Regions from separate parts of the Muntiacus reevesi genome. Here region 1 is linked to region 2. The links are chromatin contacts, called in public Hi-C maps. All regions are on one chromosome and are shown on one strand. The core of a region is the stretch at or near the end of the contact, and the rest is flanking DNA. Distances in the headings are between cores, read along the strand shown.

Region 1 (4,438 bases), core at 1,771-4,270, 170 kb after region 2:
GCCTCCCCGGCGTGGTCACCACTCCTCCCCCAGACTGGCCCAGCTGGATGGGAAACCGGGAGCAGAGGCGTGAGCTCACTCTGGAAATCCCCAATGGTGGCCAGGGTAACACTAAGGTCTGCTCCAAAGTGGGCGTCACGGAGACCCGAAGGGGACCTGCAGTCCAGAGTGTACATCCCCTTCGAAGTTCCACAAGGGGGCAGGCAGGGGGCCGGGGCCACCCTAATCCTGCCACCCCTCATCCTAACCCACAGGGACATGCCAGATGGCTCATTCAAGTCACAGGCACAAACATACCATCCCTTGACTTCCTGTTCTCATCTGAGGTCTCTCCTGGGGGAAGAGTTTACACAGCAAGTCATACACCCTGCAGAGAAGTCTGGCCACCACCACTGACCCGGAGCTGGGCTTGGACCCCAGTGACCCCCACAGTGCATTTATGGCGTGATTCATTCCTCCTCTTAGAGGACCAAGAGCCCCCACCTTAGGCAGTGAGCATGTGCCTGTGTATGTGTGTGTGTGTCCATGTGTGTTACACCAGGTACTGCTGCAACTCAGAAATGAGTAAGTGAGGTAGAAGTCACCTGGTACTCTGTTGCCAGCTGGTGGCATAGAGTTTGAGGGCTGGGCCTGGGAAGAGGCGGCCCAGGCTCAACGTGAGGCCCTGCTGATTACTTCCTGGACAGCTTTGTGCAAGTCTGACTGCTGCTTGTGCCTTCAGAGGCACACAGAAGATGGGAGGTCGCTATTACAGGTTGTTTTTATTTATTTGTTTTCGTTTTAGCTGAAAAGGTGAAAGCCTCACTCCAGCCTTTTAAAGTTAAAAGATTAAAAGAAGCCCCCCAAAGCAAAAGTCAAACCAGAAACTGCCACTTGCCCTCTGACCCCACCAGGGTTCCCAGGTCAGGAGGCCAGGGACCACAAGTAAATAGGATGGAGGGTGGGCGTGGGAATGGAGATTGTCAAGAAGTGGGCAGGGAAGGCAGTGAAGGGGCCTGGGCTCCTGGACGTGGATGGCTGCTCCATCCCACCCTGCCCTCTCTATGACAGTCCCCTGTACAGCGGGGAGCCCAACGCAAATAATTAATTCAGAGTTGTCCCTACTGGGGAACCCCCTGGCCTGTGGCTCCAATGACCCCCATCTCTCACTGGGGCTCTGCTAACACCATGAGCAGGGGGGGCCTCGCTGCACTAGTATCAGGGCCCACCCTGGGTCTCTCATCTCACCCAGAGTTCCCACAGCCACCACGGGACTTTTTACTGCCGGAGGGAAGCAGACTGTGAAGTGGCAAGGAACGTGTCCTGTTATTCCTCGGTTGTTATTTTCCTGGTATAAAGTAACTGAGGAGTTAGGAGTAGGTTCAGAGGGGAAAATGACAGCCGGTCACATGGTGTCAGGCATCAAGGCCCGCCCAGCGATCAAGGATTGGGACAGTCTCTGAGAAGAGAGCTCGCCCCCTTCCCACCCTCCACGCTGTGCGGATGTCTGACCCCCAGGGCTGCCCTGGCTCACCCGCATGGGAGGTGCCCTGGGGGTGAAGCACTCCAGGGCCCAGCTGTGAGAGAGCCCCTGTTTCCAGCCACTTCCCCATGGCACCCAGAACTGCTTAATGCAAGGCTTGGGGTTTAAGTAGGGAAGAGGCTGGTGGCACCAAGGGCGGCCTGCTGTTATGACAGGACTGCCCTCACGCCTTCTTACCGCTTATCTCATTCAGGTTTATTCCTCCTCTAACCCTGGGGAAACTGAGGCAGAGAGGGGCAGACAGTGAGAAGCAACCTGATGGACCGGGTACCACGCCAAGCTCAGCGCAGCACTCCTGACGCTTTCAGCTGGTTAACTCTTCATGGTAGGGGGCTGTCCTGTCCTACACACACCTTAGGATGTTTAGCATCGTCCCCAACCTCTGCACACTAGATGCTGGGAGCCACAACACTCACCCTCCCCACCCCACCCCCAGGTGTGACAATCAAAACGTCTCCAGACACGGCTGAATGCCCCCTGGCAGGCAAAATCACTCCCCCAGGCCCCTTCGAGGATCACTGCTCTGAAAGAAGCTTCGCTTTCCACTCTGCTCTGCCTCACCTACAGCAAGTGACAGTAACATAACACAGACGCTGGGCCCATTCCATTTCAGCAAAAGCCACCCACACAGGGTCCGAAGGCTAGCCACTGGGGAAGAGCAGCTGGTCCACGTGGGGGTCAGTCCGCAAGCCCTCCCCTCCTCAAGCACTCCAACTCTCGGCTCCAACTCCAGGCCTTCTCCCTTGGCCTTCCACCCCGGGCTCCCCTCTGCCCCCAGAGTTAGGGGCTTATACTCTAGAGACATACTCCTCTCTAACCCAACGCAGTACCCTTGGGGGAACGGAGAAGGTGGCGGGGGGGGGGGGGGGCACCTTCCCAAGCCCCTCTGTCCAGAAGTCAGGACTCCTGGGTCCAACTTCTGAGCTCCGGCCCGGCCTGGCTGCGGCACCGGCACCTGTTTCCACCCCGGCGAGGCCGAACAAACTCCGCCCCGGCGGCTGCAGCTCACCCAGGAGAAAGTGGCGGGGCGGGGAAGGTCTGAATTCCGGGCGCTTCTGGGGCGAGGCGGGACTGCGCGGTCCTGCCCTGGGGCTTTCCCCCTGCTCTTCCTCCCGGGACTTTAAACTGCGGCCCCGTCATCCTGTCCCCGCCTCTGGTGACCTGTGGCCCAGGAACCCGGGAAGTGTCTCATCCGAGCTGAGCCTAGGGGCTGGCAGACCCGGTCCAGGGGCCCCGACCCAGTCCAGCCCCGGCCTCCGGTATCGGCCCACGTGGGGCCAGCGCCGGCCCCTTCGCCGGTCACGCACCGCCGCCCCGGGCGCGACCCCGCGGCCCCTCTGGCGCCCGGCGCCCAGCTGCCGCGAACCGGCCCCTCCCGGCGCCCCGCGCTCACCTCCCTGCGGCCCCAAGTCCCCGGGACTCAGCTCCGAGCTGCGCCGGCCGGCCGCTGGGTAGTGGCTCCCGGGGGCGGGGCCCCAGCGTTCCGCCTCTTCCCTACCTGCGCGCGGTCGGCGGGGGCGGGGCCGGACGCCTGGGCGGGGCCGGGTCCTGGAGGCGGGGCCGGGTCCTGGAGGCGGGGCCGAGCCCTGGGTGGGGCGGGGCCGAGCTCTGGGGGCGGGTCCAGGTCCTGGAGGCGGGGCCTAGCTCTGGGGGCGGGGCTTCGCTCAGTCCCCGACGCAGAGCCGCTCCAGGGTCGCGCTACCCTTCCTCGCTCGCTCCGGTGCTGTACTGGGCAGAGCCCTATTTTCCGCCGGAGCTGCTCTCTTCCGGGCGCCGTCCTCTCCTCGCCCGATAAAACGTATATTCTAGGTCTGAAGTACCAACATCCCGTGAACTCCCAAGAAAAGTCTCTCCAATGACAGCCCCCTCCCAGAGCCTTCATCCCTGAGTCAAAAGAGCCTGGTCCCTTGGGCCTTTTAGCCCTCAGGCGTTCCTTCAGACTCAGTTGGAGAGTCTCGCCTGCAAGTCCTGCTGCGGTTGCCGCCTCCGGGACGCCTCCTCTGATTTCCATCGCTGCTCTCGACTCTCGTCCACCGCGAACGCGCCCTCCCCCGCATCCTGCCGCAGCGAAGGCTCCCGGCCCGGCCGAGACCCGGTCTTACTCAACTTCCCCCGCCCACCCGCCCCCGGCACTGCGTCCAGGCCTGGCGCCGAGGAAAGAAGGGGACCTAGGGTTTGCTCCTGGGAGAAGCCCTCACTGAGTGCCTGTGTGGTGGCGGGGTCTCTGGAAAATTCCAGGAATCTCCTTTAGGGGAGACCCAGTTAGAAAAAAAACAAACCCGTGTGGCCTCTGGCCCAATGACACGGAACCTTCCTAATGGGGCAGGACCTTGGTTGGCACGGATGCCTGCATCTGAGGAAAAGCATTCAAGATCTGGAGATTGGACTGCGGGGTCAGCTTCCGGGCCGCGGAGCCTGTCTGAGCCTGTTCTCAACGTAGTAGCCACCCCGGTCTCACCTTCTTACCTGTGAAACCACTGGTGGTGGCATCTCTACCGCCAAAGGAGGCTCAGATCCTGGGCGTGCCACTCTACCTCAGATCCTTCAACCTCCCTGGGCCTGCGGCTTCCTTCTGTTTACAATGGGGGTAAGGGACTTGGTCCAGTGGGTAAGACTCTGTGCTCTCAACGCAGGGGGCCCAGGTTCAATCCCTGGTCAGGGAACTAGATCCCACACGCCACAGCTAAGACCTGGTACAACCAAATAAATGAATTAAATAAATAATTCACTTTAAAAATAAATAAATAAAATGGAAGTAAAAGGAATTTCCCAGCAGTCCAGTGGTTAGGACTCTGTGCTTCCACTGCTGGGAGCCTAAGTTCGATCCCTGGTCAGGGAACTAAGATCCTGCATAAATAAACAAATAAAAATGGAGGTAAAAATGGGCCCTGATAAAAAATAGGACTGATGCTGAAG
Region 2 (4,514 bases), core at 1,378-3,877:
AAAGAATGTTCCCACATGCCAGGGACTGCACCCCAAGAGGCAGGGGACATACATCACCCTAGAATGAAGGCATGCAGACCCCTGGGGTGGGAATCTGGGTGAGCCTCAGGAGAGGGGCCAGGCTCTGGGCAACCATCCTACCTCTAACCCCCCTCTCTCACCACCCTTTCCCGCAGAACTGGCTGATATTACCAGGAATTCGCCCCTTTCTCTAATTATCCTCTCCAGTTCTTCAATTCGTTGAAGGAGTTTCTGGAAGAAGAGTTCAGAGATTCAGAATCAAAACAGCCCCTCCAGTGGCCCCTACACATACACTCACACACACAAGGCAGAAGAGGAAAGGAGGTCCTTGGGTCTTAGAGGAGCCCAAGGTACAGAGAAGCTTGCCAAGCCAGGCTCCCCATTCTCTTCCCAGGCAACAAGAGGAAGGGACATGAGGCATGGTGGGTGGTACCTGGGGGCTGCGTGCCTCAGACAAAAATGGTGCGGGGATGGGACCCTTTCTTTGGTCCCAGGATGCATTTCATACAACCCACTAGTGGGACTTTGGAATCAGACTAACCTCGCCTCTCAAAAGCAAAGATGATTGGGTATCTGAAAGTCTGCACTGTTTAAAGAGAAAAGTGCCTCTGAAGGATCAAAGCAAATCGCTACCACTTAAGTGGCTCCTTGGCGCTTCCCAGGTGGCTCAGTGGTAAAGAATCCGCCTGCCAATGCAGGAGATGCGGGTTCAATCCCGGGGTCAGGAAGATTCCCTGGAAGAGGAAATGGCAACCCACTCCAGTATTCTCGGCTGGGAAATTCCTTGGATAGAGGAGCCTGGTGGACTACAGTCCATGGCGTTGTAAAATGTTGGACACAACTTAGAAAACAACAAGTGGCTCCTTAGAACTTTGGCAAAACTTCAGAATCTACGAATCTAAAGGTAAAACAACCTTTAGTCTAAAGACCAAAGACAAACCCCAAACCTAAAAATGTGCTTGGTCGCTTGTGTCTGACTCTTTGCGACCCCGTGGACCGTAGCCTGCCAGGGTCCTGTGTCCCTGGGGTTTTCCTGGCAAGAATACTGGAGTGGGCTGCCATGCCCTCCTCCAGGGGATCTTCCTGACCCAGGGATCGAACTTGGACTTCCTGCACTGCAGGGGGATTCTTTACTGCTGAGCCCCTGGGGAAGCCACAAACCTAAAACCACCACGACTTTAAAAAGAAAAGCTTCCCAGAGCAAAAATGAGTCTGGCTGGAGGTCTGAGATGAAATGGGCACGTGGACCTGGTGGTGAGTCCCCTCTAGGGTCTCAGTGGCCTCCTCCTTTGAGCTTTTTTTCTCCCTCAAGTCTCTCTTCTCAGCCTGGGCTGAGAAGAAGTCTCTCTTCTCTCCCTGGGCTTCCTCCTAATTGCTCCTCCTTATTCCAGCTCTAATTCCAGACTCAGCCTCATACAGGCCTGAAACAGGAGCCGGGCCTGGTATCTCCTGGAACTGACCCGCACCAGGGCTCTGCTGTTCATTGGGAAATGCTTACACTCAGGGCTTCCGGCTTCTCCCTCCAAGGAAACAAAGATCCAAACGAGAGAGGTGTTGCCTGGGGGGCTGCAGGTGGTGACCCATGACCCTCTCGTTCTAGCTCCCTTCTCTTGGACCAAACTTTATCCCTCAACATCCACCACCTTGCTCCTTTATTCTAGTTTAAAGGAAAGTCACTTAAAGAACATTCTGAGAAGTTCTTGGGCCCTCTCTGGGTCTGTTCAGGACGCATGGGTGTCTGACAAGTGGTAGGGGAGCCCCGGGTAAGCAGAGGGGAGGAAGGAGGCTGCCCAGGAAGGGGGTCACTCAGCTCCCCAAGGTGGGGTCCCCCGCCACCCTCACCTCGGGCTGCAACTCAGGCTGCTCCTTCTTTTGATGGACTTCCTTCAAAATCTTCATGTCTTCCATGAGGTCCTGGAGCAGCTCGGGGCCCTAAGAGGTAGAAAACGAGCCGCGGGGCTCCCGGCCTGGATCCGGCCTTCCCACGCCTCCCTCTGGCCTCCGGGACTCCTCCCAGGAGCGCTCTCAGAAGCTCAGCTTCCTGGGGGCGGGGCGCTGGAGAGCGGCCCGGAGGGGGCAGACCGCCCGCACACCCACCTGGAAGACCGGCTTGCTGTCCCTCCTGCCTTTCGTTGGCCCTGTCTGCCCCTTCTCCTGCGTCAGCATGGCCAAATCCTTCGTTTCCAGCCAGTCGCGGTCTTCCAGCCCGCCAGTCTGGGTGGGGAAGTGCTGCACGTGCGCCACGATGGCCTGCACCTGGCTCCCCATGGTCTTGAGCTGCCGGCCGAGGTCCTGGACCTGGCCGCCCAGGTCCTTCACCTGGGTCTCCAGCGTCTGCGCCCTGGCCACGCTGCTCCTTCGCCTTTCTTTGGGCCCCGGAAGCTGCGGCGTGCTGGTCGACGCCCGCGCGGACTCAAAGGAGCGACTCTGGTCGAGCATCGGAGACTGGAAGTCGATCCGCGTATCCTGCAGGTTGAGGCTCTTGAGCATGGCCACAAGGAGCGTGTGCAGGGCCGTGAAGTTGACGGCGCCCACCTCCGGGGTGCCGATGGCGAGGTCGGCCAGCTCCCGGAGGGAGACCGAGGGGGCCGCCGTCGCGGGCGGCATCGTGCACCTCCTCGGGCGGCCCTGCCTGCCTTACTGCTTGCCCCGCCTCCGGGGCCTTTCCGGGCCCCTGAGAGGCCCCGGGGCGCCCCTGCCCCTGGGTTCAGCCGCGCTGGGCACCAGTCTCGGTCTGGAGCCTGTCTGGAGGACGGAGAGGAAGCGCCCGGCCACCGGGCTTCCCACTCTTCGCTCCCGGGAAATCCGGGTCCCGGGACCGCAGAGCCTCTGCCGTCAGCCCGCCGCCATCCGATCACCGAGCTCGAACTCGGGAGTGCAGTGTCCAAGCGGCCGGCGGACGTTTGGAACGAAGTTCGTGGCCCCGTTCGCTGCCCGGTTGTGGGGGGCCCCACGCGCATTCGGAGGATTCCACGGAAGAACGCGCCCAGCAGAGAGTTAGCCTCGGAGGGTAGACCTGCTGGTCCTTGAAGCCACCCCAGACCCAAGGAGAGCCTGTTCTAGTGGGTTGGGAAGCCCTGGTCACACCCCAAAGCGTCACCAATTTTGGTTCTCAGTAAAGGCCCCCCACCCCCACCCCGGGAACACATCAATTTGGGGGGAGAAGGGTGGAGGCCCCCTAAGGCTCACCTAGATTCCAGCTGGTTCACTCGGGGGGTGGGGAGTGGGTCACAATAATGCAAAGATTTAAGAGGCCTCATGGCCACTGGGTTTTCTGTGTTCCCTTCACAGGGCAACAGCAATCTAAGAGACACAGTTGTGAGACCTTGGCCCCTTGGGCACAGTTCCCATATCTTTGCTCAATCAGAGGGAAGGTAACTTAAATACCAGTCACACTACCCAGGTGGTTCCAGTTAGCCACCAGCTGACAGAACTTTCTGTGCTGCCCTGGCCTTGCGTATCTCAGAACAGATTCACGTGGTCATGTGCCAGCATCTCCCCTGGTTACACCGCAGGGCTGATGAGATAGGACCAGGGGGAAAGTGATGCTCTCAGCAACAGGCGTGTTCTCCCATGCCAGATTCTCCCAGAAAATGGGTACCACTTTCAGTGCTCACCTTCCAGATGAAGAAAACCTGCACCGGCACTTATACTAGATATTATTTTCACTACTTTTCAAAGTAAAATTTTTAGTTTGAACTGGTAAAATTGAAAGCCTCCATGTTCACTCCCTACGCCCCTCCAAAATAAAAGCAGTGTTTCCTGGAAATGGAGTTAACGAGTCTGTAACCTCCATGAGGGTTAACAACCCAAGGATTTTTGTTCACTATGATATTCCCAAAGCCTGACACACAGTAGGCCTTCAGAGGGGTTGTTGAGATCAGAAGAAATTATTCAGACCTCCCTGGTGGTCTAGTGGTTAGGACTCTGCATGTCCACTGCCGAGGGCAGGGGTTCCATCCCTGGTTGGGGAACTAAGATCTCACATGCCGTGAGGAGTGGCCAAAAAGTAGGGAGAAAAAATTCTTTGCAGTCTTTCGTGCACATACACTCCTACATTAGAAAACGTAAAGCCAGGTCACAGAGTCATAGCTGAAGCTTTTGGATTCAGCGTCAGCTGTATTGGAGGGTGAAATGTGCGGGCTTAATCGATTCTAAGTTCAGGGACCTTCCAGAAGAATATGACTGCTACTACACTAGCTAAGGCCAGAACATCAACTCTCTGGGCCCTCATGTTTCCATTTTCACGTCCCCGAGACTTCTATCATGCTAGGCACACACATTGCTGCTGCTGCTGCTGCTAAGTCGCTGCCGTGGTGTCCGACTCCGTGTGACCCCATAGACGGCAGCCCACCAGGCTCCCCCGCCCCTGGGCACACACTAGGACTCACCAAATGCCAATGCAAAGGGTTTATTCTAACATACTCCAATTCTAACCCCAGGAAATGTACACCTAAATGCTTCTGTTAAATAAGTACCTTTAAAATCTCCTG

What was found. A called contact is a pair of places that touch in the nucleus more often than the background predicts.
Region 1: a contact with region 2 is called in a Hi-C map of blood, with 2.9 times the contacts expected there. The contact joins the promoter of RHBDF2 here to the promoter of QRICH2 in region 2. A contact is called at or near these places in 2 of 3 Hi-C or Micro-C datasets (blood and muscle).

The regions. Positions count from the first base shown.
Region 1 is chr18:7,806,770-7,811,207 of mMunRee1.1, forward strand. It overlaps RHBDF2 (rhomboid 5 homolog 2), which reads right to left and starts at 3,021. Exons shown (of 19, transcript XM_065910347.1): 1 at 2,916-3,021.
Region 2 is chr18:7,638,658-7,643,171 of mMunRee1.1, forward strand. QRICH2 (glutamine rich 2) reads right to left here and starts at 2,628. Exons shown (of 22, transcript XM_065909901.1): 1 at 2,119-2,628; 2 at 1,864-1,953; 3 at 193-252. The coding sequence starts at 2,628.